Linked DNA regions of Rattus norvegicus: region 2 is linked to region 1. Evidence: chromatin contacts called from public Hi-C data. All regions are on one chromosome and are shown on one strand. The core of a region is the stretch at or near the end of the contact, and the rest is flanking DNA. Distances in the headings are between cores, read along the strand shown.

Evidence for each region. Hi-C and Micro-C count contacts between places; a contact is called where the count stands out from the background.
Region 2: a Hi-C map of the A7r5 cell line shows a contact between it and region 1, with 4 times the contacts expected there. The contact joins the enhancer-like site here to the promoter of Htr2a in region 1. A contact is called at or near these places in 4 of 12 Hi-C or Micro-C datasets (the A7r5 cell line, hepatocytes, kidney and 1 more).

The regions. Positions count from the first base shown.
Region 1 is chr15:56,356,377-56,364,033 of GRCr8, forward strand. It overlaps Htr2a (5-hydroxytryptamine receptor 2A), which reads left to right and starts at 4,271. Exons shown (of 3, transcript NM_017254.1): 1 at 4,271-4,741; 2 at 7,299-7,499. The coding sequence starts at 4,330.
Region 2 is chr15:56,431,648-56,439,002 of GRCr8, forward strand. No RefSeq gene overlaps it. Among named protein-coding and RNA genes, the nearest start is that of Esd, 18 kb to the right of the region's middle. Within about 2 kb of position 5,549, at least 4 of the 93 cell types and tissues checked have an H3K27ac peak or open chromatin away from gene starts, as enhancers often do. A contact at or near this core is called in the A7r5 cell line, where this site is marked.

The sequences.
Region 1 (7,657 bases), core at 3,021-5,520:
CTCCTGTCGGTCTGCACTTCTTTGCTTCATCCATCTTGTCTAATTGGGTGGCTGTATATGTATGGGCCACATGTGGGGCAGGCTCTGAATGGGTGTTCCTTCAGTCTCTGTTTTAATCTTTGCCTCTCTCTTCCCTGCCAAGGGTATTCTTGTTCCCCTTTTAAAGAAGGAGTGAAGCATTCACATTTTGATCATCCGTCTTGAGTTTCATTTGTTCTAGGCATTTAGGGTAATTCAAGCATTTGGGCTAATAGCCACTTATCAATGAGTGCATACCATGTATGTCTTTCTGTGATTGGGTTAGCTCACTCAGGATGATATTTTCCAGTTCCAACCATTTGCCTACGAATTTCATAAAGTCATTGTTTTTGATAGCTGAGTAATATTCCATTGTGTAGATGTACCACATTTTCTGTATCCATTCCTCTGTTGAAGGGCATCTGGGTTCTTTCCAGCTTCTGGCTATTATAAATAAGGCTGCGATGAACATAGTGGAGCACGTGTCTTTTTTATATGTTGGGGCATCTTTTGGGTATATGCCCAAGAGAGGTATAGCTGGATCCTCAGGCAGTTCAATGTCCAATTTTCTGAGGAACCTCCAGACTGATTTCCAGAATGGTTGTATCAGTCTGCAACCCCACCAACAATGGAGGAGTGTTCCTCTTTCTCCACATGTGAGGAGGAGCTCTTCTAAGGAGGCAATTGACAGCTATACAGCCTTCGGGCAAAGAGAAGGTCATCATATCAGAACTTCTCCACAGCCATCTGGTAATACTTCCCTCAGGAGCAAGACTGAGCACTACAGTCCAGCAGGGGGTGCTGGACAGCACATTCGCCACTAACACACTGCAAACTCAAAAGGACTGTCTAACTTAGAATCAGTAGGGTTGAATATTATCAAAACATATCACGCGTACACATATATAAAAATGTCACAATAAAGTCTTGTTACTATCTGCATCATATAGGAATACAAATATCTTCCTACCCAATCTGACTCACATTCCATTATCGGTAGTCAACAGCCTAGAGAGATCATGTCTATGTTGTTTTGTCCATTAAACTGCAAAAATTGCAAGTAACCCTTTTTTTATATTTAGTTTTGCCCAGGCTGGCCTTGAACCTGCTACCCTACTTCCCAACCCCTAAATAACTGAGATCACAGGCCTGTGCCACCTTCAAAAACCATTAGACATTGACTAACACTTTTACTCCCTGTGTATCTAAGTGAAAAAGCAACCAACCATGAGCAAGATGCTCACACCTCTGGCCTTTCTGTGGCTTGCACTCAGTGTGATTAGCATCCAAATGAAAAACTGCAGAGGATGCTGAAGTCTTCGCCTCCATTGGGGCAGGATGGTACCCAGGAAGCTCCCTGAAAGAAAAGTCAATAACAGCAGAAAGACTAAAAACATGTGGACTTATAATATGCAAGGTGAATCTATAAATTTACTTAACTCTGAGATTAACTCTGAAGTAGGTGCACAGCTAATCCTATTCCTTTTTATCCGGATGAGGAAACCACATGTAGACGTTAAAGAGCTTAATCAAAGTCACAGAGGCAAACCTGGGACTCTCAACTTGGGAGCTGCACCCTGGAAATTCACAAGAAGAATACAGAAAGACAGGCAGCGAGGGCGGTCCAGACTCCAGCCTCAAAGAACTACAAGCACAAATATGAAAAATGTCAGAAACATGAAGATTCAGGCTGTGGCCAGGCTACCCACAGAAACCCTGTGAGCATCTAGGCCTGAACATGGGGACCCCAGAGAATGAGCAGACTAAGAATAGAGTTGTGTATCCCTCAAAGAAGAGATAAAGAATGTAGGCAAGAGGGTAATGATGTATGTTTCCTTCAACCAATAATAATTTTAATGGGAATAAAATAGCCAGTATAAAATGTAGAACATCCTATAAGCCAAGTATGGGCTAAACATTCATGCATGTTATCTTATACCTCACTGTAACCCAGGGATGATGAAGCTAATAACGCCCTGGGAGTGGGGAGCAGTGGGCTCTAAAGGCAGCTGAGTTAGGTTATATGTGTTACAAAGCTGGATTCTGAACCAAAGGACTGTGACTCTCACACCTACTCTGTACACACATGACCGCAGCCTAGTCACAGGTAGGCGATCTGGGAAATAATGTCCCTGCCCAGGAAGAGCAGAAGGTCTCCTCACTGTGGGCTGAGCAGAGGAGAGCTGAGAACTGTGAGTGGGATGGGAGCAATGCTGGGAACCTAGAGGCACAGGCAGGGAGCAGGGATGAAGGGCCAGGTGGACCATATGATGAGTCCATGAGCCCTAAGAGGAGGGTCAGGATGGATCCTGGGTCACAGACAGAAGGATCTAGAAGGCAACTAGACATTTAGCTCACTGCCATGAGAACACACTGAAGGCCTGGGAGTGGCTGAACTGAGAGTGTAAAAGATAAACAAGAGAAAAATTAGGTGGACAGAACCCCCAAAAATCCCTGATGTCCAGGAAATAATCGATTTTCTTATCTGTCATGAGTACATCTATCTTCCTTTTTTTTTTTTTTTTTTTTTTTTTTCCGGAGCTGGGGACCGAACCCAGGGCCTTGCGCTTCCTAGGCAAGCGCTCTACCACTGAGCTAAATCCCCAGCCCCTACATCTATCTTCCTTTAAGGACCACTTGGGAGAGGGCCTCTTTTTCATCTAGTCACTTTATCATTAGGGTCACTTCTGGAAGAAATAAAAATAGAACAAAACCCTTCACTTTCTAACATGAAGTTTTCAATTACTTCTTGGCAACCTTTTTCAGACGAAGAAAAGTAAGCTAGTTGCGAGATGTATACACATAACAATAGTGCCTGTGCTTTAACTAACTAAAAATTGTTCTAATAGTTTTATCAGTTATTGCCACAGACTTCCTGACTCCTCTGAACGTGTGTCACCACTGTCAGCCATCCCTCCTGGACACATAACCACTGGTGTGGCTAGAAGTGCCAGATGCCCCTAGATCCCAGGACGTGCGGTTTTCTAGCCTTATTTATTTTCTCACACTTCGCCCCTCAGCCTAAAATATGACTGCCATGTAGCCACCTGCCTGCCATCCCCTAGGCTGTCTCCCCATTCTCTCTTTTTTATGGAAAGGTTCTCAATTAACCTGTAGCAGAAAGAAGAATGGGGGCGTGCCGGGGGAGGGGGCGGTTTGGTCCGCCCTTCCTGGCTGTCGCCACCTTGCAGGTTATGACACAGTGACAGAGGGAGGTCTGAGGAAGGAGGCAACCAGGAGCTGCTTATTCTTCTGGAAATCCCAGAGCCTCCTGGTACAGACAGCGTTTCCTACTTTCCCTGCGGCTCTTTTGTGTGACTTTGAGAGGGGCTCTCTGGTGACTGATTCCTCTCTGTGCGCTCGCCTCAGCGAGCAGCCAGGCTCTGGGAGGGAGGACCCAAGCTCAGCAGTGGCAGAGGCAGCCAGCACAGACCTCAACGGTGCTGGAACCGGCATGCGGTTTTTGAAGTCAGCAAAACCAGAAATCAAATTACTATCATCTTATGCTGCTGGAAGCTTAAAGAGAGGGGATTCCACACTGGCTCAGTCACCATGCGACAGGCGAGTCACAGGATAGCGGACCCTGGCGACAACGAATGTAAGTTCCTGGGCTGCTGTCTTTTACTGCTGTGGGATTTTCTTTCTGCTTAAAGTCACGCTTGGCCACGATGCCGTCATTGCCGTGAGAATTTCTGATGTGGAAAGTTCTGCTGCTCTTCGGCTCGCGTTTTCCTTTCATTAACTAAGCCAGAAATACAAGCTCAAATTCCTGACCGCGGCTGAGGCACTTCTGCCTGAGACTAAGAAGGGTTAACCCAAGAATATTCAGTTAGGATGGCATTAACACTGTGTAGGTTTTTAATTGACTTCCTTAATTGATATAGAGGGCACACTGCCCTCCCTCCTCGTTTGGATCTCATGCTGTTTTAACTTTGTGATGGCTGAACTCTTGGAAGCAGCATATTCAACCCGAGAATTAGCTGAAAGATTTTCACCGGATACAAAACTTTTCTTCCTTAACCAGGAACACGTTTGTGTCCCCGAATACTCAAAGTGCTTTTTTTGGCCTTTGCTTCCGTGAGAACTTACAGCTCAGCCGTGGGCTCTCCCTAGCACCGTGAAGGGAGGCATAATCAAGAAGCATCACACTTCTGTAACTCTTACTATGGAAGAGGAGAAGGCAGCCAGAGGAGCCACACATGTTCTCCGCTTCAGCACGTCCTAGCGCCAGGGCACGAAGATGAATGGTGAGCCCAGGCTATGACCCCCTAGTCTCTCCACACTTCATCTGCTACAACTTCCGGCTTAGACATGGAAATTCTTTGTGAAGACAATATCTCTCTGAGCTCAATTCCAAACTCCTTAATGCAATTAGGTGATGGCCCGAGGCTCTACCATAATGACTTCAACTCCAGAGATGCTAACACTTCGGAAGCATCGAACTGGACAATTGATGCTGAAAACAGAACCAACCTCTCCTGTGAAGGGTACCTCCCACCGACATGCCTCTCCATTCTTCATCTCCAGGAAAAAAACTGGTCTGCTTTATTGACAACTGTCGTGATTATTCTCACCATTGCTGGAAATATACTGGTCATCATGGCAGTGTCCCTAGAAAAAAAGCTGCAGAATGCCACCAACTATTTCCTGATGTCACTTGCCATAGCTGATATGCTGCTGGGTTTCCTTGTCATGCCTGTGTCCATGTTAACCATCCTGTATGGTGAGTGGGGTTAGCATGTCAGCCGTCCCTACGGTAGTCCCCAAGAGCTTGTGCATGCTGTTAGCGGAGGGACTGGGGCTCCAGAGAAAAATAAACAGACAGCTTTGTTTTAGCCTTAAAATTCTATTTTTCCTTGAGAGAGAAAAAAAATCAGACAGCCTAGTACCTGATCATTGGTGAATTTGTGCCTTAGAGTGGATACATTTTGTAGAGAAATTATTATCTATGTTCCAATACTCCGTGAGTATAATTTAACTGTCATTCTCGGTCTGTCCGTGTGATTTTTTTTTTTTTTTTGCTTTTGTTTTATCTTTCTCACCCAGTTCTCAGCATTTCTAATGGAGTGGTTAAAACCTTCCCAATTACCTTGGAACATTTGCAGAGAGAGCATTAGTGCCGGAGTGGGTTTAATGTTAAAATATTCAGAGTCTCCATTAGAATAAATGAATTACTCTGGTTTTAATTGCTCCCTGTCCCTAGCCCAGAGAAGAAAATACGGAAGAAAGCCTTTGGGTTATACCCTCAAGTCTTTAAAAATGTATACACATAAACTCCTCCTGTCTGGTTTTAGAGAAGGATGGAGAACAAACTGAAAGCTCTTAGTCTTGCTTTCTTTTCGATCCAGTTTGACAGTGTCAAACTTCTCAGGAAGTCACCAAACACTGGGACGGCTTTCATGGGGGAGCAGAATGTGATATTCTTTCAAAGTATGACTAATACAGCCAGATCTCTCCTAACAATGAGCAGATGAGAGAATATTTGCACTGCTGGCACATGTACTCGGCAGTCACCGGACCTACAGGCAGTTTTAGGGACACCTTTAAAGGAGAATTTTCTGGCCAAGTTCTAGAGGCTATAATCTGATCATGTCCATCCTGCCCCAAAAAGCTTCAAGGAAGAAGGAATATCAAGCATCCATTTGCCCTGGCTTGACCATTGAAATGACACACCCAAATAATTCCATTAAATTTGCTTATCATATCTCAGCCACTGGAGAGAGGCTCTCACTTCCTAAAACCCTGGCCAACCCTCAGAGGCAAACCCTACTATGGGGTGGGAGGGGTGACTCTGCAAGAACCCAAAACCGCAGCAGGAAGTCAGAGTGACCTGCTGGGCAGCAGGGGTAGCCCTGGCCACGTAGGAAGTGCAGCAGGTCCCTGGACTCAGCTCAGGGTACAAGGCTGCCCCCTAGTGACGACTTCTGGGTATGCAGCCTACACTTGCCCAGAGTCTACTTGACACTTAACCAGGCTGGTCCTAGCACACAAGTCACAAATCTGTCTTGCACAAGTATTCTCTTCTTACCCCTTGGTAAGAAACTTTGAGGGGAGAAGTTTCTTTCCTGAAACCATAACTAGCAGGTTTTGGATTAGACTTAGGACCAGCATCCTTTCCTTCTCTGAATACCCCTGGAGGCTGTAAGACAGAAATAAGACTTGTGGAAGAGGAGGGCCTGCTCACCCTGAGCTCTGTACTATCCTAAAGGAAGTACTGATCTCTAATCTTCCTTCCCATTTGCAGGCAGACGCAATATTGTTGCTCCTTCTGTTAGCAGAACAAATTGATAGTTTATCCAAGTGTTTGATCCTCTCCAAAACACTCAGGGAGGAGCAGGGCACTTCGTTTATGTCACCAAGGCATTTTCCATCTTCCTAAGGCAGCAGAGAACCTGCCCAGCTTCCTGCATTGGACTCTGGGAAGTTTTAAAATCCTCTGATGTTGAGGCCCCACCTCTAGCCGCCCTCCAGAGAGAATGATTTAACTGGGCCCAAAGCTATACTGGTTGGTTATGACGCTCAGGGAGACGTCGGGGGTGGGGGGTGCCAACACCAGCCTCAGCAGTATGATTTCTAAGTTTTTATAGAAATGCACATTTTCCAGCCTGCTCCAAGCTTATTGGACCAGAATCACCAAAGGCAGGTCCCCACAAAAACCAGCTGTCACCTATGGTTTGAGCACTGCCCCGAGACAAAGCTCCAAGGTCAGATGCCCTTCTTCACCATCCTTAATTTTTCTCACATGCCCCAAACTTGAGCTTAATAAGACATTAAGGGACTGTGCACCATAAGTAAAGAGAGTCAAGAGATTTAAAGCCATTTCGTCCCACAGTCACTAATTGCCTGCCTGTGTGAGACTGACTGGACATGTCTTAGGAGTGACTAAGATTGGACAAGCCACAGGAAAATCATATGGATAAATAAAGGCTGCACGTGACTGGCACATCAATTAAGGGGCTCAGAACATAACTTTGGATGGATTGTTAAATAAAAGTGGCTTTGCCAGGTAAAGGGAAAAAGAGACTCATCCAAGAGGAAAAACCAAGTTCCTCCTTCATTCATATAATTCCGCAGTCCAGACACCTTCAAACCTGAGCTCCCCTGTCCGTGCTGTCACAGCGCACACTTACTGTTTGTTCAAGTATCAAAACTCTCTTGTAGCCCCTTGCCTGTCACCTACACTTGGTCCCCAAGTTGTAAACAGTTGTCCTGGGGTATAGATCAATCACACACTGCAGAAAGCTTGAAGCTACTCACTGATGCTAAACTTCTCCCCACAGGGTACCGGTGGCCTTTGCCTAGCAAGCTCTGTGCGATCTGGATTTACCTGGATGTGCTCTTTTCTACGGCATCCATCATGCACCTCTGCGCCATCTCCCTGGACCGCTATGTCGCCATCCAGAACCCCATTCACCACAGCCGCTTCAACTCCAGAACCAAAGCCTTCCTGAAAATCATTGCCGTGTGGACCATATCTGTAGGTAAGCTGAACCATCATGTAGGGTTGCATTTGAAACTAGAGTCTGTCCTTTCCCAGGAGACAGGTCCCACATGGTTGCGCTGAAACCTGACCCTCTGAGTCTGTTGTTTCACGTGTGCAAGGTGTGTCTCAAGTTCATGATTATCGGAGTCGCTTTAG
Region 2 (7,355 bases), core at 4,299-6,798, 77 kb after region 1:
GTGTTTGCTAAAAGGAATTGCCTCAAACCTCCCAGGTCTTCAAGATGCTTTAGTTGGAAAACAACATCTTTTACTTCTGTCTTCAGCCATCTCACAAAGCTACAATCCCCTTCATCAGCGTAATGGTCTTGAGTCAGCTTCCAATCCTGTGGGTTCTCTGTGTCCTACTGACACAACCACGAAATATGCAGACACGCACATAGGTGTGCATATGCATTACCACACACGCACAAACACACACACTCCTGCACAGCAACCATAGCTCAACAGAAACATGCGGTGTCATCAGATGGGCCAGAAAGTCACACGATTCATCATTTCACCTTTAAGAGTAGGACACAAAGCAGGTCTTTATGGTTCATGCCTGTAACCCCGGCATCGGGGGCGGGGGCAAGGGAGGACGAGGGATTACAAGGCTAACCTGAGTTACATGAAACCTTGTTTCCAAACAAATTTAAAATGAAGAAAGTGCAGTAACAATTACAGAGAGAGTAGGTTTATCCCAGGTTGTTACACCTCGTGGGCAGTGCACCTACCTACCGTAGTCCAGATGCTAAGCTCCGCTTTTCTCATTTTACATAAATGGAGTCCTTCACAATGAGCCTAAAGGTAGGAAGAGTCTGTTTTGAAGATGAGAAAACTGAGACTCAGTTAGTGACGTGTCGAAAGCCACACTGCTAACAAGAAATGTAGCAGTTCTAGCCAGGGCATCTGACTCCAACCCCTAAATGCTTCGTCCACGTGGAGAAAGGAGGGCATTTCAGAACCCAAACCCTCCAGTTCCCATCTTGCTTCTTGTATACACGGGTTATAAGCTTCAGTCGTCCTTACCACCGTACCTCACTGTAATGTCTAGGCGGCACCTGCTTGGGCCCTGCTCTGCCTAACTGACAAAGATGGCGACCGCAGATCACAGCCATCCCTGATAGCCTGCAACACACTGGAAATCTTAGAACTGGGTTTGTTTGCTTTAGTTTTGGTTTTTGTTTTCTTTGTTATGATACTAAGGATTCGATCTAGGATCTTACACTGCTAGGTAAGCATTCTGCCACGGAGCTGTATCCCCAGTCTTTTATTAAAAAGTCTTCTTTCCTTTGGAAAGAGGGTCTTCAGTTACCCAGGCTGGCCTTAAACCTTCTCCATACCTCAGGAAGGGCCATGAACCTCCGATCTTCCTCCAAAATGGTTATTCATAATTTCCTAACTGTGTTTTTGAATGTTTCTGACTTTAAGAACACATTTTAGTTTTGCTACCATGATGCAGAGGGTCCCTCATCGGCCTCCCTACAGTGCTCCCACCTAAAGTTACCCACCTTGTGCCCCACTCATCAGACTGCCCCCAGATTTGTGGTCACACACAATGTGTGACCAGAAAACCAGATTCAGCCAATCAGCCTTGATAAGTCAATTGAAAGAGCTGAATTAATACTAAAAACAATACAGGAGGATTATTCAATGGGGACGCAATGGGGAAAGGGATGAAGAGATTCAGAAGGCGAGAGATGGTGAAGCAACCCTGGAAACTGTCTCAGTTCCAGTCTCTCCTACAAAGTTAGGCTCCCCCTGCATTGTCCTCTAACAAGTTGTAAGTCTTTCCCCAAGACATAAGTTTCTTTTCTGGCCGACAAAAGCTCCTTTGCTTGTCCCCAGGACAAGAGCAATTTCTTCTCCCAGCAAGAGATTCCTGGGGAAATTCTATTTAGTGGGGAATCCATTCCTTTCAACAGTCTGATGACCAAAAAAAGAGGAAACACATCTCTTTTGAATGTATTTGTTCCTGCCGGGCACACAGACTTTAATAAGTAACTGGAGCTAATAAGGCCTTGGGAAAAATTGACATCTCTTTAGCTTTCCACCCCTTAACAAAATCCAAAAACCAGAAGCCAAAGGCAAACAATTTAAACACCAAAACCAAAAATGAGAAAGAAATATGGGGACCAGTGATGTTTCCTGGTATCCCTCAAAGGATCTACAGAAAAACAAGTGCCTTCAAATCCTCCAAAAATTCACATAGATGTTTATAATCTAACATTACAAAGGGTTTTAAAATAGAATTTCCTAAATGAGTACTGTATTCATACCTTTTCTAGCCCTAGCCCTAGCCCCTCCAGATCTTCCTATGCGCCCCGCTCCCTCCCGGCCTCTGTAATTATTATTGAGATGCACACACAGCACACACCAACCTCAGGACTCCATGTGGTGTTGTTGCTCAACTGGAAGCAAAGATGTGAAAGGCTTACCTCTTGAGATTGGATAACCTATCAAGGGTTCATCCCTTAAGAAGACTGGTTCTCCCTCTTTCCACAGCCATAGATTGCCTGTAGTTCTCCATCTGAGGTGGGTCCCGCCAAGATTTTCCCCCATCCACATTGGCCTGTCAACAGTTGACATGCAAGTCTTGTTGTCTACTGTGAGACAGTGCCTTCTACACATGACAGAAGCTGCCCCCCACCCCCTTGAAATCTCAACCATATGACCACACAGCATTGAGTTTTCGTCCATAATAATGACTTGAAAAGAATCCATAACTTTTAAGGTTTTACTGTAAATGGAGGAAACTAGGAATATGATTACTAAATCCTCCCTTATGTTTTATGCTTATGCGTATTTGTCCCTGTAAATACACAATCGATAGTTACATCACCTTTTGTTGTTTTCTGATTATTTGCATAGAGAGAGCAAAAATCAAACAGTTCCTTCTGAACAACTTTAATAATATGCGCACAAAAGCTCTGATCTTCCTTTTTCATAATATAATTTTATTAAATTTAGTTTTGAGGCTTCTGCATCAATATAACACATTCTGGTTACTCTTCCTTCTAACTTGGTCTACTTTCCCTCCCTCCCCTGCCAACCCCCTCTTGCCTTCAAGCCCTTCCCCGCATTCCTGTGTGTCTTTTGTGTTGTTTTATGGTGCGCTGATTTTAACCAGGACCATTTGTGTGGGTGTGGGTTTCAGACTGTCCACTGGAGCTTGGTGCATTCACCCGTGGCACAGCTCTGAAGACAATGATTGCTTCTTGTCCAGGAGCTACAGGTAGCCATAGATCTGCAGAGGGATGGGCTCTGGGGCTCTTTCCTGACCCATGATGGACTTCGTGTTGTGGTGTTGTGCAAGTCCAGCAGAGGCAGCCTCAGATGCTGCGGAATCCTGATTGCAATGGCTGTCATGCCCAGGAGGTAGCCTTTCAAAGACTTTCGCTGCATCTCCTGGCTCTTACTTTTTTTCCTTCTCCTTTTCCTCAGTGTTCCCTGAGCCTTACCAGGGGTGGTTAAAAATAAAGTCGTGTTTAAGGCCAAGCATTCAGCCATCACTTTTCCTTGGCAGCTAGAGCAGCTTGGGTCTCTGTATTCGCTTCTGCTCCCTGGGAAGAAAAGTCTCTCTGATTAAGGCTAAGATCAGCATGTGTCTATGGAAATGATTTACCATAGCAGTAAATATTTAGAAGGCGGTTTAAGTCCATGCCAATCGAGCAGCACAATAGGAAGTTTCCACCTAGGGCCTAAGACCTGCCAATGTGCATTTTTCACTGAGATTACAGTGTCCTGAATGAATTCCCTCCTGCGGAGTGAACCTCAAATCCAGTCAGAGACTTGTTGGCTACCCTTGTTAACACAACAGCACCACTCTTTTGCGAAGGGGATAAGAAATAGTTTATTCTGAGGCTAAAGAAATCTGAGAGACTGTGGCCTGGGAACACTGATTTAGATTACCCAAAATTCCATGTTCCAACATGGTAACATATAGTAGTAAAACAAAAAACAAAAAAAAAAAAAAGGGAGTCGATCAGGCATTTTAAAAATACATTGGTAAAAACAATTAAGTCGGCAGTTACAGCACAGTGGAGAAATCTCAGCTATAAACCTCGTATGCGAGCCAATGATATTCAGTCCTCTTTGTGAGTAGAAGCTGAGCTTTTGTTAAGCTAGTACTTTGCAAAGGTCTTATCGGTTAGACACAGGCTGTTAGATCAGACACAGACCTATTTAGGGGACAGATGGCCCAAGAGAAATGCTGTTGCTTCTGAACCTGTCTGCCATCGCTGAGGCGCTAGTCAGTTAGTCACCCTTGCAGAGACGCAGTTGAAGGCTCAGTTCCTTTCTAGAGTCTTTCATTCACCCGTCCATAACAATCACGCCACCATTGCACCAGTGAGCACATACTGTCCGGCGGGTGGACATTGCAATTCATATATATTTATGGAATTTATTAGAGTGCCCTAGTCCAAGAAGCCAGTAATTGTTTTGTCCATGAGCCCAGATATCTCAGCTGGTCTTCAGTATGCATCAGATCGCAGATAAGTAGGCTTCCATTGAAACAAAGCTGAGGGCGAGCAGGCAAACAGTAAAGGTTTCTTTCATCTTTGTTCTTTACGTAGGCTGCCACCAGAAGCTATGGCCCAAAATTACGGCGGGTCCTCTGACCTCATGCGATGTGAAGTTAAAGTCTTCCTACCTGTAAAGATCCAGTTAAATGAGAATCCCTCCCAGGTTCTCAGGTGTAGCCAGCCACTTGGGATCTATTTAATTCCATATTTAGTCAAGCTGACAACCAAGAACAACCATTCTACTCTCCCAGCATCCTGTGTAGCACCGTCTAGGACTATGAAAGGTAGCTCGCAGAGGTAAATCTCTCAGCTCAATGCCAGCTTGTTTTCTCTCTGCGTTCCATTGAAGGTATGTGGTGTCTTCAGCAGGAGGGTTTATCAACTAGTTTTGGTAGGCACTAAGAGGAATTGAAGAGCATTACAGTTTAACACCAGTATGTTCACAGAGCCAGCAGCACACAATCTGAAGTCTTTCTGCTTACTTGGAACCTCCTTTAGGTGGCCTAGTTGCAGCTGAAGACAGACAGAAAACTCAGGTCTGGTCTGCTGCTCTTGTCTGACCTTGGGAAATTGTTTCCTTTACTTAGAAAGTAGACCAAAGACTTAGAGATAATCATTGAAGAGCCTGTTCTAGTTCTGAACTTATCTGAATGTTGGGAAGCCTAGTCCTTTAGACATCGATGGGCCAAGGTAAAGAACATTCTGGAACTCTTAAATTCTATAGATGAATGAGTGTCACATAAATGGTAGCAAACTTTTGTAACAGTAATCCTGGGATAAATCACCAGTGACCTAAGAAATTTGTAAGCTATGAAACCAAGATGGAGATATAAACACAAATGTTTCCTGCTGAAGCGTTTTCTCAGTCAGACCCTCTTTTAAACAGTTTCATAGCTGTTATAAGATAAACAGTTGCTTTTTGTAGTGGCCTCCAGATTTCTTAAAGAAAAATGGAACCTATTATTTGGGATCTGTTTCCCTGAAGGGTTAAAAATTGAAAGCCCAAATAGATTCAGAACTCATGGTGACAAATATCATTTATTTATTTATTTATAGCTAGATTCTTGTTGAAAGGGAGCCAAGGTTATTTAGGTCTTTACTTATAATTTAAATTATGAGATCTTCAGATGGTGTTTATTCTGCCTCCTGGAGAACAGCACAACATGTACTTCCTGTCCCACATTTCTTTCTGGTATTGAAAAGTAATGTGTGCCATTACTCATCATGTCTTGAGTTAGGGTGATTCTGAGAACAGCGCCAAGAGTGAGTGAGGTTCAGATTACCAATGTGCAAGATGAAAAGAGGAGGGAAATGTGGTAGACAGGGAAGTAGGAATGTGACGTTGTGGAGGCTGGGCACATCGCTGCCCACCGGAGCTGTGTTGAACACCTCACTTATTCTCTCAGGAGGTGTGTTCACGGAAGCCCCAATGTGTCTGTTCTACACAGTTCTTCCCCATTACATGTGAGAAGTCTGAGGATAGCACTGAGGTCATGTACAGACCATTCAATGAACTTTACAAAATTCGTGTTTACTTATTCAGCCCTCCAAGTTGGTTACAAATTAACCTAATTAATACGCAGCTTGCTTAAAAGATCTATCCAATGATACTGCCTGGAGGGGGGCTTATGACAAGGTAACCCTTGAGGAAATGCCACCACCCTGGGGCTGGTTTAGCCACCCTAGGTAATGCTAAGAAGCAGTTATATGTACCAAGGACAGATGTCTTCAGATTGTTGTAGAATTCACAAAGGTACTTTAACTAAAAAAGAAAGGAAGAATACTAGATGTCACTAGTTCCTGACTCCATTGCTAATGTTCTTCATCCTAAGCAGGTTCTCTTTAAAAGAGGGGCAGTAAATCAACATAAATAAGAAATGTTTTAAAGTAACCATGGAGTCAAAAAAGAAATAAAGAATAATCAAGTCACAGCTAGACGTTTCAACATACATGTCTTTAATCATCTGCCTCTCTGGTGCTCTGAAAGTAGGGTGGGTCTGTTTATCTATTCTCTGGAAGGAGATTTTCTTATGAATCAGAAGGAAAATGTGCAGTTAGTTACTCATGGGTGAGGTGAATTCGACAAAATTAAAACAACAAAATGCTTCTAAGAGCAACTGGAATGATTTGAATGAAATGTCATGGGCTAGTCAGGCTTCTAATAGAATTCCAGAGAACATGGCTATGATTAAATCATCTCTGAATTCTCTCGACAGAATGAGGAGCTGTGGCCCCTACGTGGTCTTGTTCCCATATACACTGTAGACCCAACGAAGTTCAGGAGCTCACTAGAACCATTCAAAAAGAGTAAGTCTTGTACCTGGGGGTGTGGCTTAAGAGAAGACCATCTGCCTAACATGCACAAAGCTGTGGGTTTTACCCTCAGCATCCCTTAAAAACAGAGAGAGAGAGAGAGAGAGGCAGAGTTTTCTCCAAGAGTATAACCCCTCACAAGTTTACCACCTTCCAGAAGAAGACTACACATCTAGGAATATTTGGGCAACACAAATTGGTTTTGATTGTTTTTAATAACACAAAGTTGAGTAGATAGGGAAAGGGAGGTGAATTTGGGAGAAATTGAGGAGGGAGCATGACTATGATCAAAACACATTTTATGGTTAAAAATAAAATCAATTAAATATAAAATTAATTAATTAAAAATTAAAATAATAAAAAATAAAATTAAAAAACACATTTTATGGACTACTAATAAAAGAATAAAGGTAAGATACAGATATCTGTGACTGCAGTTACATGTTTACTGTGTTTACATACTGCGCTAATAACCAGAGAGTATTTCCTATAAAACGTGTTGGATCTAAAAATGTCTCCCAAAGGCCATGCGCTAAAGCTTTGGTTGGTAGCATGCAGGACTGTTAGGAGGTAGAGTCTAGTTGGAGGAGTAGTAATTGGGGCTGTGCTCTTGAAGGACCCACTGGGACACTGTCCTCCTCTCGCTCCTTCCTCGCTGTCTCTGTAAGGCAAGTGGCTTTGTTCCACCATGCACTTCCCATCACACCATTTATT